Regions from separate parts of the Mus musculus genome. Here regions 1, 2 and 3 are each linked to region 4. Evidence: chromatin contacts called from public HiChIP or PLAC-seq and Micro-C data. All regions are on one chromosome and are shown on one strand. Each heading gives the region's core, a stretch centred on a gene start, on an enhancer-like site or on the middle of the called end of the contact. The rest is flanking DNA. Distances are from core to core; before and after follow the strand shown.

The links. A called contact is a pair of places that touch in the nucleus more often than the background predicts. HiChIP or PLAC-seq counts read pairs in DNA pulled down with a chosen protein or histone mark.
Region 1: a contact with region 4 is called in a Micro-C map of embryonic stem cells, with 6 times the contacts expected there. The contact joins the promoter of Sdk2 here to the promoter of Sox9 in region 4. A contact is called at or near these places in 1 of 39 promoter capture datasets (embryonic stem cells), 4 of 484 Hi-C or Micro-C datasets (all in embryonic stem cells) and 1 of 115 datasets of contacts at active chromatin or transcription factors (embryonic stem cells).
Region 2: a contact with region 4 is called in an H3K27ac HiChIP or PLAC-seq map of heart atrium, with 52 times the contacts expected there. The contact joins the enhancer-like site here to the promoter of Sox9 in region 4. A contact is called at or near these places in 6 of 39 promoter capture datasets (the 3T3-L1 cell line, frontonasal cranial neural crest, hippocampal neurons and 3 more) and 6 of 115 datasets of contacts at active chromatin or transcription factors (embryonic forebrain, embryonic midbrain, fibro-adipogenic progenitors and 3 more).
Region 3: an H3K27ac HiChIP or PLAC-seq map of heart atrium shows a contact between it and region 4, with 7 read pairs. The contact joins the enhancer-like site here to the promoter of Sox9 in region 4. A contact is called at or near these places in 6 of 39 promoter capture datasets (the 3T3-L1 cell line, frontonasal cranial neural crest, hippocampal neurons and 2 more), 1 of 484 Hi-C or Micro-C datasets (adipose-derived mesenchymal stem cells) and 6 of 115 datasets of contacts at active chromatin or transcription factors (craniofacial prominence, embryonic forebrain, embryonic limb bud and 3 more).

Annotation. Positions count from the first base shown.
Region 1 is chr11:114,065,675-114,068,374 of GRCm38.p6, reverse strand. It overlaps Sdk2 (sidekick cell adhesion molecule 2), which reads left to right and starts at 1,346. Exons shown (of 45, transcript NM_172800.3): 1 at 1,346-2,572. The coding sequence starts at 2,497.
Region 2 is chr11:111,734,728-111,737,427 of GRCm38.p6, reverse strand. No RefSeq gene overlaps it. Among named protein-coding and RNA genes, the nearest start is that of Gm11677, 9.8 kb to the right of the region's middle. Within about 2 kb of position 1,282, at least 6 of the 459 cell types and tissues checked have an H3K27ac peak or open chromatin away from gene starts, as enhancers often do. A contact at or near this core is called in fibro-adipogenic progenitors and heart atrium, where this site is marked.
Region 3 is chr11:111,765,059-111,767,758 of GRCm38.p6, reverse strand. No RefSeq gene overlaps it. Among named protein-coding and RNA genes, the nearest start is that of Gm30337, 36 kb to the left of the region's middle. Within about 2 kb of position 1,403, at least 21 of the 459 cell types and tissues checked have an H3K27ac peak or open chromatin away from gene starts, as enhancers often do. A contact at or near this core is called in embryonic forebrain, heart atrium and stem cell-derived neural progenitor cells, where this site is marked.
Region 4 is chr11:112,780,911-112,783,610 of GRCm38.p6, reverse strand. It overlaps Sox9 (SRY (sex determining region Y)-box 9), which reads right to left and starts at 1,401. Exons shown (of 3, transcript NM_011448.4): 1 at 596-1,401. The coding sequence starts at 1,026. RefSeq lists a promoter at 1,072-1,579, a cis regulatory region at 1,781-1,795 and an enhancer at 2,572-2,700.

The DNA of each region.
Region 1 (2,700 bases), core at 97-2,596, 1.3 Mb before region 4:
CTAGGCCCGGACTAGGTTCAGACTGCCAGGGAGAAAGACAAAAGCAGGGTTTGAAGTGGACGAATGTAAAGCTGAAGACAGGCAGGCTAGGTTTTTCGTCTATTTCCACTAAATGCTCAAAGCTGTTCTTCCAAGGCAGGTGAGGAGAGAACAGTAGAGCGATGAGAGGTGTTCAGTGCCTGCGTCCATAGCGATGAGAAGAGGCTTGGGGACTGGAGAAGATGAGGCAGAGCTCTCGAAGTCAGTGAGATGCCTGAAGGGCAATGACCAGAACTGGAAGACCACAGGGGTGTGTCTCCGAAGACCTGGGCCCTGGAGGCATGAAGAGAAAAGCTGGCAAAGGTGACGGGCCTCAACCCTTCCTTTTCCAGCCGAAATACCAACCTTGCAAGACTGATTTTTTTTCCCAGCAGGCTCAGTGCCAGGGACTACACCGTCTTTTAGGAAACCCACGGAACTGTTTTAATTTCTTTTAAAATCAGGGGAAAAATTAAATGAACTTTTAAATGAAAGAAAATGTTTTAATATGTAGTAATATATTTGTTTTTACGCCAACACAGCCGCAAAATATTACTTTTAATATTTTTAATAGAGAAAAGAGCCCACGGAGGTAGAGGCGTCTGTTGCCTGTAAGTACAACTGTTAAAGGGGTCTTCCAGCTCCTGGCCTTCCCACACTAGAAGGTACATTCTGCTCCCTTCCCTGGGCCACGAGGGAGGACCCCTCTGGCTCTCTCCTTTGTGTCTCTGCTGCTAATGTGCCTTTAAAGGGGGAGCTCAGAAGAAGAAGAAGAAACAAAGAACGCACGAGTTTGGCACCAACTTCACTTTCTCAGCCTTCTGCAAGTCCCAGGCTTCCCCTTTATCTTGCTCTCCGCCCTGAGCGTTTCCAGACTTTTAAAGAGTCTGACCTGGGAAGGAAAAACTGGAATCAACCGGTTGACACCCCCCCCCCCCCCAACACACACACACACCCTTCCCAAACTGTTCTGCCTGGTCGAATCCAGAGGGGTACTGGGGGCTTCATCCTATGGGAGACTGGGATAAGGCCTTCTAGGGAGGAGTGAGGGTGGGCTGAAGCTAGAAGACCGGGCCAGAGAGAGCGGCTCGCTTGCAGCCCGCGCTACTGCCCTCCGGTGGGTCCCGGAGACGCCAGGCGTCCGCGGCCGCGCACACGGATTGGGTTTCTGCGGGGCTCGCTCCCGGGCCTGGCTCGGGGCCGCCGCCGCCCCCTCCCTGCGCGCAGGCTGCGCTCCAGTCGCGGCCACGGGGTAGCGCTCGGCCCCCCTCTCCGCGTCTCCGCCTCCGCCGCGCTCGTCTCCGGCTCCCGCTGCCCCCGCAGCTCCAGCTCGGCGCAGGCAGACTCTCAGGCTCGGCAGCAGAGCAGCTCTGAGGACGCTGAGCCCGGGCAGCCCAGAGCTCCAGGCTCTGCGAGGCAGCTGCTGCCGAGGTGGGCGAGCAGCAGGCGCGGCCGAGGCGCGGGAGCAGCCGTGGAGACTCGGGTCCCCGCGCCGGGCGAAAACGCCGGGGGGCCGAGGCGGCGCCGAAACCCCGGATCCCAAAGCTGCCGGCAGGGCTTTCCCGGTGCGGCTCGCGCCGAGCTCCATCCCGGGTGCGGCGGAGAGCAGGACCCGCCGGTCTCCTCCTCAGGATCGCCCGCAAGAGGCGCGGTGCCCAGGCGCTGGCTGGAACCTGGGCCGCCCAGCCGGGTACCCGAACCGGGCATCCATCCCTGCCCGCAGCTGGCGCAGACATGGGCGCACGGGGCTGCGCGCCGGGCCGTGGGACCCGCAAAGTTTGCTAGCCGGAGGTGCTCAGAGCCTAGGGCGAGCCCCGCACCGAAGCCCCAGGGGAGGTACCCCCGAAATCACTGAATTGGGCACGAGGACCGTGGAGCTGAGAAGGGTGGCTCGGCCCCGCTTAGATGCCTTCTGCAAAGTTAGAAGAGAAGAAAACTTCGGCTCCGGGGAGATTCGGACCGTTATGCTAACCGCGCCCCCCGAGCCCTGCGCCCCTTCTAAAAGACACCCGGCGCCCGCGCCTGCTACTGTGCTCCGCTTACATCAAGTCCCAGGGGCCCGGCGCCTGGAACCGCGGTGACTACGTCGGCCCGGGAGAACCCAACCAGGGGGCGGGGAGGGGCGGGAGGCGGGCAACGTGGCCACCAGGAGGAAGTTTCCTGAAGTTGTCCTCTGATTCGGGAGCTCATCCAGCGACCAGGCCGGATCGCAGGGGTCGCCCTGCCTATGAGACGTAGTCTGAGTCGGGGTGCTAAGGGATACAGGCACCCCGAATTTGAGAGGAGGCTTGGCCTCTTTCTGCTCTCCCCCTCGCTTTACGGAATAGCCAGCGCAGAAAGAGGGGAAAGCATTTGGGGTCGCCGGTGCGGCCCCTACGGGCATAGCGTCCAGGACTTGACCACACAGTCTCCCGGGACTCCAAAGGATTATAAAGCAACTCGCAAAGAGGGGGCACTTTAGAGGACCCCTCGGTCAGCATGTTCAGCAGCATGTGGAGGCTGCCGCTCTGGACTCTACTGGCCCTGCATCGGATCCACTCGGCCGGGGCCCAAGGTACGGTATGGGTGACTTTCTCCACGTGGAACTGGAGAAGGGGTTTGGGTGGGCAGAAGAGAGGTAACCCCCCTAAGACACCGCGTTTGGCCCAAGCTGGACCATCTCTTGTACGTCTCAATGCTCCC
Region 2 (2,700 bases), core at 33-2,532, 1.0 Mb after region 4:
TGGAAGCCTCCACACTAAGATGAGCCAAACTTTATTTACTCTGTATGAGTTATACACAGACTGGGCACACAATTTTCTATTAAGTGGTATTTCAGATAATAATAACTCTAAGAGATAAGGGGACCAATTTGTGTTTCCTACATGAACATTTCACAGTTTCATCATATTTATTCATTAATTAATTAATTTATGTATTTATTTATTCATTCATTCGTGTTTTAATTGTATGTGTGTACGTGCATGTGTGTACCTATGTGTGTATGTTTGTGTGCACCCATGCCATTGAGGGACAGAGTTCCCCACAGGTGCATGAAGGGAGACCTGAGATGTTAACATCAAATGTCTCCTTTTATGAATCTCCACCTGTCCTTTTGAGACAGGGCCTTCTCCCTGAAGCCTAGTTATCCAGTGAACCCTATCATGTTCCGGTATCAGCTCTTCAGCTTTGCATTTATGACATTTGTGCCACATTCAGCTTTTCCTGTGGGTCCTGGAGACCTGGACTCTGGTTTGCATGACTGTACAGAAAGTACTTTACTCACTGAACCACATCCTTAGCCTTTGCAGCATCCTTGGCTATATGGTAAGTCGTTTTGTAGCAAGGTATCTGACATCTGTCCCTTCGTGCTCCTTTACCATCCTTCTCTCCAACAGTTCCTCAAGTTTCTTAACATTTTGCCTTGGAAATGATAATCTAACCCTTCAATGATTTTTATTGTACTCTTCTGAAGTTCTTCATATTGGCTTCTCAGGATGCTGATGCTGATGACAATAGATCCCTTTCCACCAGAAAGGACAAATCTTCCAGGGTTGAGTGTAGATAATTTCTCCAACTTTCCTACACGTAACACTCACACGTCTGTAAGCACATCTTGGAATTTATATTTGTGAATTAATATTACCATCTAATTCTGCTCGACTCTCCCATTCTCCATCCCTGGAACCCTCAACATGAACTATTCCTACCAATCTTCTTTTGCTGCAATATCTCCTTGTATTTATGCCTAAACAAACTGCTGTGGCATCTTCCTTTTCCAAAGACCAAGAGCTTGGTTTGTCTTTGGAAAGTTACATGACATAGCGATACTGTTGCTATAGAGGACATGCTAGTCAGTCGACAGTCAGCTCTTGCCATTTCTCGTTCATCTTCCTCCAATCCAGAAGACATGAGAAGTCCTTCCTGGAATGAAACAATCTCCTTCTTGAAGAAGATCACCCTTCATTCTTCACAAACTAGACTCTGCTGTGTGTGTTGCCAAAGCTGTGACATCAGAACTGGCAGGACACTAAATTGAGATTAGAAATGGCCTCAATGACATCACCTCTCTTGTTCCTATCAAACAGATGGTTTCTGTATATTGTGCAATTTTAGGCCATTATTCACAGTTTGGGTCAGAATAATCCCGAGAGTTAAAATCCGGCCAAGAATAATTGACCTGGAACCAGCTCAAAGACCAGGAATTATTTTATTGATTAGATGACCAAGTTTTTGTTTTCCAGAAGAGCATCATTGACCATCATCAATACATGATAATTCTTGAGCCACTTTAGCATGTGTGATGTCTAGAATGTTAAAATATGTTCTCCGAATCAACTTTAAAAGAAACACTCTGTTAAGATAGCTGGGAAGCTTTGTTGAGTACCACTGAATTTGGCCCAGTACTGTTGTGTGAAGCAAGCTGTTTGTTCAAACTGGATGGTTATTTATTTTCACCTTAAACTTGTTGATTTTATATCCTCCCTTTAGCTAAGCTCCCAGACAGTCAAGAGGCCCATGTTAGACAAGCCAGACAGGAAGTTGTTCTGAGAGACTTGGCCCAGGCAGTATACCAAAGCATGAATTTGGCTGGCTGAGAACTTGGAAAATAAAAACACACCCCAAACAAAATAAAGCAAATTCTAAATGTGTTCAGAGGAACTTTATAATAGATATTAATCTTGCATATTCTTCCTCTAAGGCACTGTAAGGGATTACAATAATAATGGTAATAACAATGTCAGATATTTTTGAAAGGTCTGTGTCATTATATTACTACTAATACAGGTCAAATATCTTACATTGGAAATTTTCATGTGTCTTCTAAATAAATTCACTTGGTTTCAAACCTCTATCCAACTATATTTCCATTTTAGTTTTCCTCCTTGGATGCCATTTCTGCCTACTTAGAATTGCTAAGACTCTTAATGCCACCTTCTTGGTAAACATAATCTTTACACAAAGAAAATTAGTTCTTTTTCCTTTCCTATGTGGACTTCCCCCTCCCCTCTAACCAAGAGTTCTACCATTATTCTACCTCGTTTCTGTGATGTGAGTCTGTCTTAAAGCCTGTGTATGCTTTTAACAACACACATCAGTAGATACATCATATTATTTACTTTTGCCATTGCTGTAACCAAATTCCTAATTGAAATAACTTCATAGGAGGAATGGTTCATTTTCACTAGAAGTTATAGGAAGTTAAACACATGGTGTCTTGGCCCTATGATGGCAACAGTTGACTATGGCAGCACGTCTTGCTGGATAGAAAGAAGAGAAAGGAAGATATAAAAAGATAGCATTTAAAAACATGTCTCAAGGACTTCCTTCTCCTATCTAGATTCCACTCCCTACCTTTTACCATCTGCAGTAATGCTACCACACCGAGGATTTATCAAGGGATTATTTCATTCCCTACCTTCAAGCCATCAAGACTTGTCCTT
Region 3 (2,700 bases), core at 154-2,653, 1.0 Mb after region 4:
TGTTTATTGAATAAATAACAAGGAACACTGTCTTCCAGAATTATTAGAGCACCCCACATTCTCTTCCATGATGAAGGAGATGTTTATTTTGATGCCTCTTTGTCAGTGATGGTGACATCTGCCATTCTGAAGTTTGGCTGGGTGGGATGAAGAGTGGGACATCTTCATTCTCTCAAAATGTATAACGGCAAATCTGTACAAACAAAGAGTTCTCAGTAGTTCACCCAGAGTAGTTAGAGTGACAAATTTTTAAAAAGTTTATCTATATGATGAAGACAAACGTTTGGCACCCCTCTTTTGAAAGGGAACCATTTTGTGTTGCAGAACATTTTTTTCTTGCTAAATATGTCTATCATGACAATGACAACTCCATCCTGTCCTCTAGGTCATCATCACCTCCAGAATGCAGGCATTGTTGCAACTAGGCTATTCCCAAGAAATTATTTTATTGTAATGGTAAAACTAATTGAATTTAAAATTACCTATGCAGAATCTCTCTGGCCTGTCTATTACCCAAGGCTTCTGTCTATCAATGTATTATCAGATTCCTTTTTTTTTCCTTTTTTTGCTTCTATTCCCCCCACACACACTTCCTCTTCCTCTCTCTCCCTCTCTCTCTTTCTTTCCCCCTTCCTTCTTCCCTCCCTCCGTCTCCCTCATCTTCTCCCTTTTCCTTTCTCTACTCTTCACTATGTATACCCATGTAAATGTATGAACATGTACATATGCACATGTGGACACTCATATGCATGCACACATGCATGTCAGTTCTCATTATCAATAACAGTCTGTGACAAAGAGTTCCAACTGGCTCCCAGCCAGCACTCATTCGCCCACACTTCCTATGGCTTTTCCAGGCAAACACCCTCAACAAACCTCTAAAGTCTGCAGTGACAAACGTAGACTTCATCTGAAATTCATGTACGGGTGACATTCGCATGCTGATTTCTTTGTGGCCCTAATGGTTAAGTTTCAAAGCACATCTCTCCTTTTATCTTCACTTGAATGAGACATCAAAATAAGGGCGAGATAAATGCGGAAGTCCTTTGTCTGAGACTGGCCAGGCCTGGCCAGCTGTGATGAAAACTGTCTGAAGTCTTACAGCCTTCTTGTCTGGCTGAAAGCTGGAGCTTGCCTCTTTTATTTGGGAGATTTTGAAGGAAAACTGCAATCTAGCACACAATGATATACAGGACAATACAAGGCTTGTTGATGCTGGTTCTAAATATCCAAGCTAGATAGGCCACTTATTGTACAGTACTCCATTGACCATGCAGGGGATATGTGCTTACATTTGTTTTAATTTCTAAGCTCATCTAAATGCTATATCATATATAATAACACCACAGTTCTGTGGGATTATGTATCTTTCTATCTGCCACCTATGTGTATTTAATTTTTGACATCTGACCATTCTTGTGTCTTTAGTTTTCTCCTATATATCATGTGCTACATGTTTAGACAGGGTATGAAGTACATTAAAGCAAATATCTATGGGGGCAGGGAACATAGGTCAGGTGACAGAGTGTTTTTTCCTTTGGTTTTGATACAGATGGGATGTGACCAGCTGTTTTAAGTTCCTGTTGACTTTGCTTCCTGCTATGATGGACTGTAACCTGGCATTGTGAGCTAAAGCAAGCCTTTTTTCCTCTGGGTTGCCTTTTGTCAGAGTATTTTGTCTCAACCACTGGAAGGAAACGAGAATATGATATGATACATTAGAATATGATATGATACATTAGAATATGATATGATACATTAGAATATGATATGATACATTAGAATATGATATGATACATTACATTAGAATATGATATGATACATTAGAATATGATATGATACATAAAAAATGTTTAGCTACAGATACTCCAGTTAGAAGGACAGGACTCAATTGAAGACTGCTATTTTGACCCTGTACTAGAAGGGAAAAGTACCAGGGTGTTATCGCCATGCAGGCATGGATTTTTGTCTCTTTCTCTGATGTTCTGTCTACATCACATCTAGAACAATATATAATATGGAACATAAATTAGTAGATAGTTATTAAATAAAGAAGCTAGTATAACATATATTACTTTTCCCATACAATATGTTTACTATTAATTCTTTTGAAGTGCTAAAGATAGAACCCTAGCCTCAAGGCATACACAAGGTAAAGTCTCTGCCCCTTAGCTGTAGTCATCGATGGGTTATATATTTGAGTTGAATGTAAATATATATATTTGGAATCCTTCTATTCTAATCACAAGCCTGCTTGCCATGCCATGTGTTTTGAGGAGGTGGTTGTGAAGTCAAGAGTAGCTTGTAGGTCCCATGGCTGAGCAAAGTTATCCAAATGTTACAATCAATTGACCATTCATCCAAACTGCATTTTTTAACCAATGTTTTTAATAATGAGGCAAAATATAATGCACTATTAACATGTTTTCCATTTGTTTTCTGACCAGACATCATGTTGTAAAGTGTAGCCTGTGATATAAGGGTTATTTTTGCCCTTTACAAAAACAACAAGCTTTCCACACAGGTGATTAAAATGTTTGGGGACCCCAAAAGGGGGTCCAAACCACACCCGCCATGACATTGCTATGAACAGTTTGGATGTCTGGATCACACACAAAAAAGCATTTTTCATGGTGTCCCTGAAAGCAGTATGAATGACTCCCATCAGACTTTATCCATGTTCTTTTAATTAAAAATGAT
Region 4 (2,700 bases), core at 152-2,651:
CCGCCCCCTCCCCTGGCCTCCTATTTTGGAAACCCTGAAGATGGAAATAGCTCCCTGCTGAGGCTGCTCTAAACGCCTTTGCTACCGGAGCGGTCCACCCCTCCCAACACGCAGTAAAAACTTTCCGAAAACCCATTTAAATTGCAAGAAGCTCGCTCTGTTGATCCATGCCCCTGCCGGTTCTCAGTAGCTTTGCCCAATTCTTGCCTGGGTCTCCTCTAGTCTCAGTTACACTTTCCCTTCACTCCATCTCCCCAGGAATGAGCGCAGTTGGCCTAAGGAAGGTGGGCTTGCTTCCTCTAATTGTTCCTTTCCAGAGGGACCAGGCTGGCACACCCCCTCACTCCTTTCTACCTTCCTAAAAGCAGTCATATTCACGCCCCCATTCCCCCCCCCCCCGCCATAACCAAGAGCAATCCCAAGAACTTTCTCAAAATCTGAGCCACTCCCTCCCCCCGCCCCCGGCCGCCCTGCATCCTGGACCAAAGACCCCAGGATGCACAACTCCGCGGCTCAGGGAGGCGGGGCGGGGTCGGTGAGTGCAGCCCGCGTCCCCCCTAGCCACCGAGCCCTCCCTGGCGGCCCGCGCGCTCACCTCCAGAGCTTGCCCAGAGTCTTGCTGAGCTCCGCGTTGTGCAGATGCGGGTACTGGTCTGCCAGCTTCCTGCGCGCAGCCTGCGCCCACACCATGAAGGCGTTCATGGGTCGCTTGACGTGTGGCTTGTTCTTGCTGGAGCCGTTGACGCGCACGGGCATGGGCACCAGCGTCCAGTCGTAGCCCTTCAGCACCTGGCTGACCGCCTCGCGGATGCACACGGGGAACTTATCTTCCTCGCTCTCCTTCTTCAGATCCGGCTCGCCCTTGGGGAAGGTGTTCTCCTGGGGCCGGGTGTTCTCCGTGTCCGAGCCGGAGCCCGAGGGACAGGGCGAACCAGCCGAGTCCTCCGACATGGTGGGGCTGGGGGCGCCAGACAGGCCCTTCTCCTGCTCGTCGGTCATCTTCATGAAGGGGTCCAGGAGATTCATACGCGAGCCCGGGGCAGGGGGCGGGTGGCCGGGAAAGGCGAGAAGCCGCGGCGGCTGGGGCTCCTCTTCCCTCAGCTGCCCGGACGCGGACGCCGAGCGAACGGCTCCCGGGGAGGTTGGCGCGTCACCGGGCTGCGGCGGCGGGCACTTAGCAGAGGCGCTGGGTGGCGGGTCTCAGCTGCCGGCTCTAAACCCGGGGAAGGCGAGTCGGAGCGGAGGAGGAGGGAGGGAAAACAGAGAACGAAACCGGGGCCACTTGCACCTCGTCTCTCTTGCAAAGAAAAGTTCCTGGACTGAAACTGGTAAAGTTGTCGCTCCCACAGAAGTTTCCAGGCAGTTCCGAGCAGCGCTCTCGGCTCTCCGACTTCCAGCTCAGGGTCTCTAATAAATACTCCTCCTTCACGTTAGATACCTCGGGCCAATCACGGCTAGCTCTTGAGTCATCAGTGTTGGCAAGTCGCTGATTGGACCGGATTTTGGAAGGGGGGCTGGGGAGGATTGTGGCTCCGGGTTGGGTGACGAGACAGGAGGGGAGGAGAAGGGAGGGGAGCTCAGCCAGAGGGTGGATGGTGGGGTGAGGGGACTTGGAGGGGGGCGCGGGGCAAGCGGGGGACCCGGGACGTCCGAGTGTGTAAGTTTGCTCTCTACTCTCGGAATGTCACAGTTTTGGAACGGTCTCCGTGTGAACCGATGTGTGTGTGTGTGTGTGTGTGTGTGTGTGTGTGTGTATGTGTGTGTGTGTGTGTGTGTGTGCGCGTGCACGCGAGCGTGTCTAGACTAGGACCCTCCACAACCCCCCACCCCCACTTTTCGATGCTGTCTCCGTGGTACCCGGGACTTCGCTGGCGTTTACAGCAATGGAAATTGCAACAGCTGCTCGTCAAAGCGGAGCTGGGCTTCTGCGCCTGGAGTCTGCCGGCTTCCAAAAAAAGTGCTTAGAAATGGTCTTTTGGAAGCAAATGTTTGGGTGACTCAACGCCCGCTGTTCTCTGTAATAATCCATATAAATAGATTAACGCGCTCTGGTTCAACGAAGCTGGTGTGGTGACTGGAGCTTCTGCTGCGCTCCCGCAGTGGGGAATCAATGAAAACCAAAGCCGAGCACCAGGCAAAGGCTGGCGGCAGGGACCGCGCAGTCCCCGGCTCTTGCGGCCGGTCCCGTGGGCCACGCCGACCTTGAACTGACAAGTCCTTTCCCGGCCCCTCCAGTACTCTGACGCCCCTCGTAGTCAGGATTATTACTTTAGAGTTCTGCTTCTTGCCTCCTGACTGAGTCACAAACACCGTCAGGCTCGCCACTGGAGTTTGCAAAACTACTCCGGGGTTGAGGGCGAAGTTTGCAAAGGTGGCAGGGCCGGGCGGTGAGGCCGAGAAGGCCCTTGACTTGGACTGGAGACTCCAGACAAAACGGGCCACTTTGGCGGAGCCCTGTGGCTCCCTTGCTTGGGCCTTCCTTTTACCAGATACCTAAGAGGGCGAAGCTCTAGGCGTCTGGACTTTAGTTGCGTCCTCTTAGACCTGCACACAGGTGGGCGTTCTGGGGGAGGCCACTTAGGTGTCCGTTGCACTTTAAGAGTGCTTGGAGCCGAAGCTGCGTGTTTACTCAAACTCTTAGAGCAAGGTTGGCTAAGGGAGGAATTATCTTTTCTGGAACGAATAAAAATCTTAGTTGCC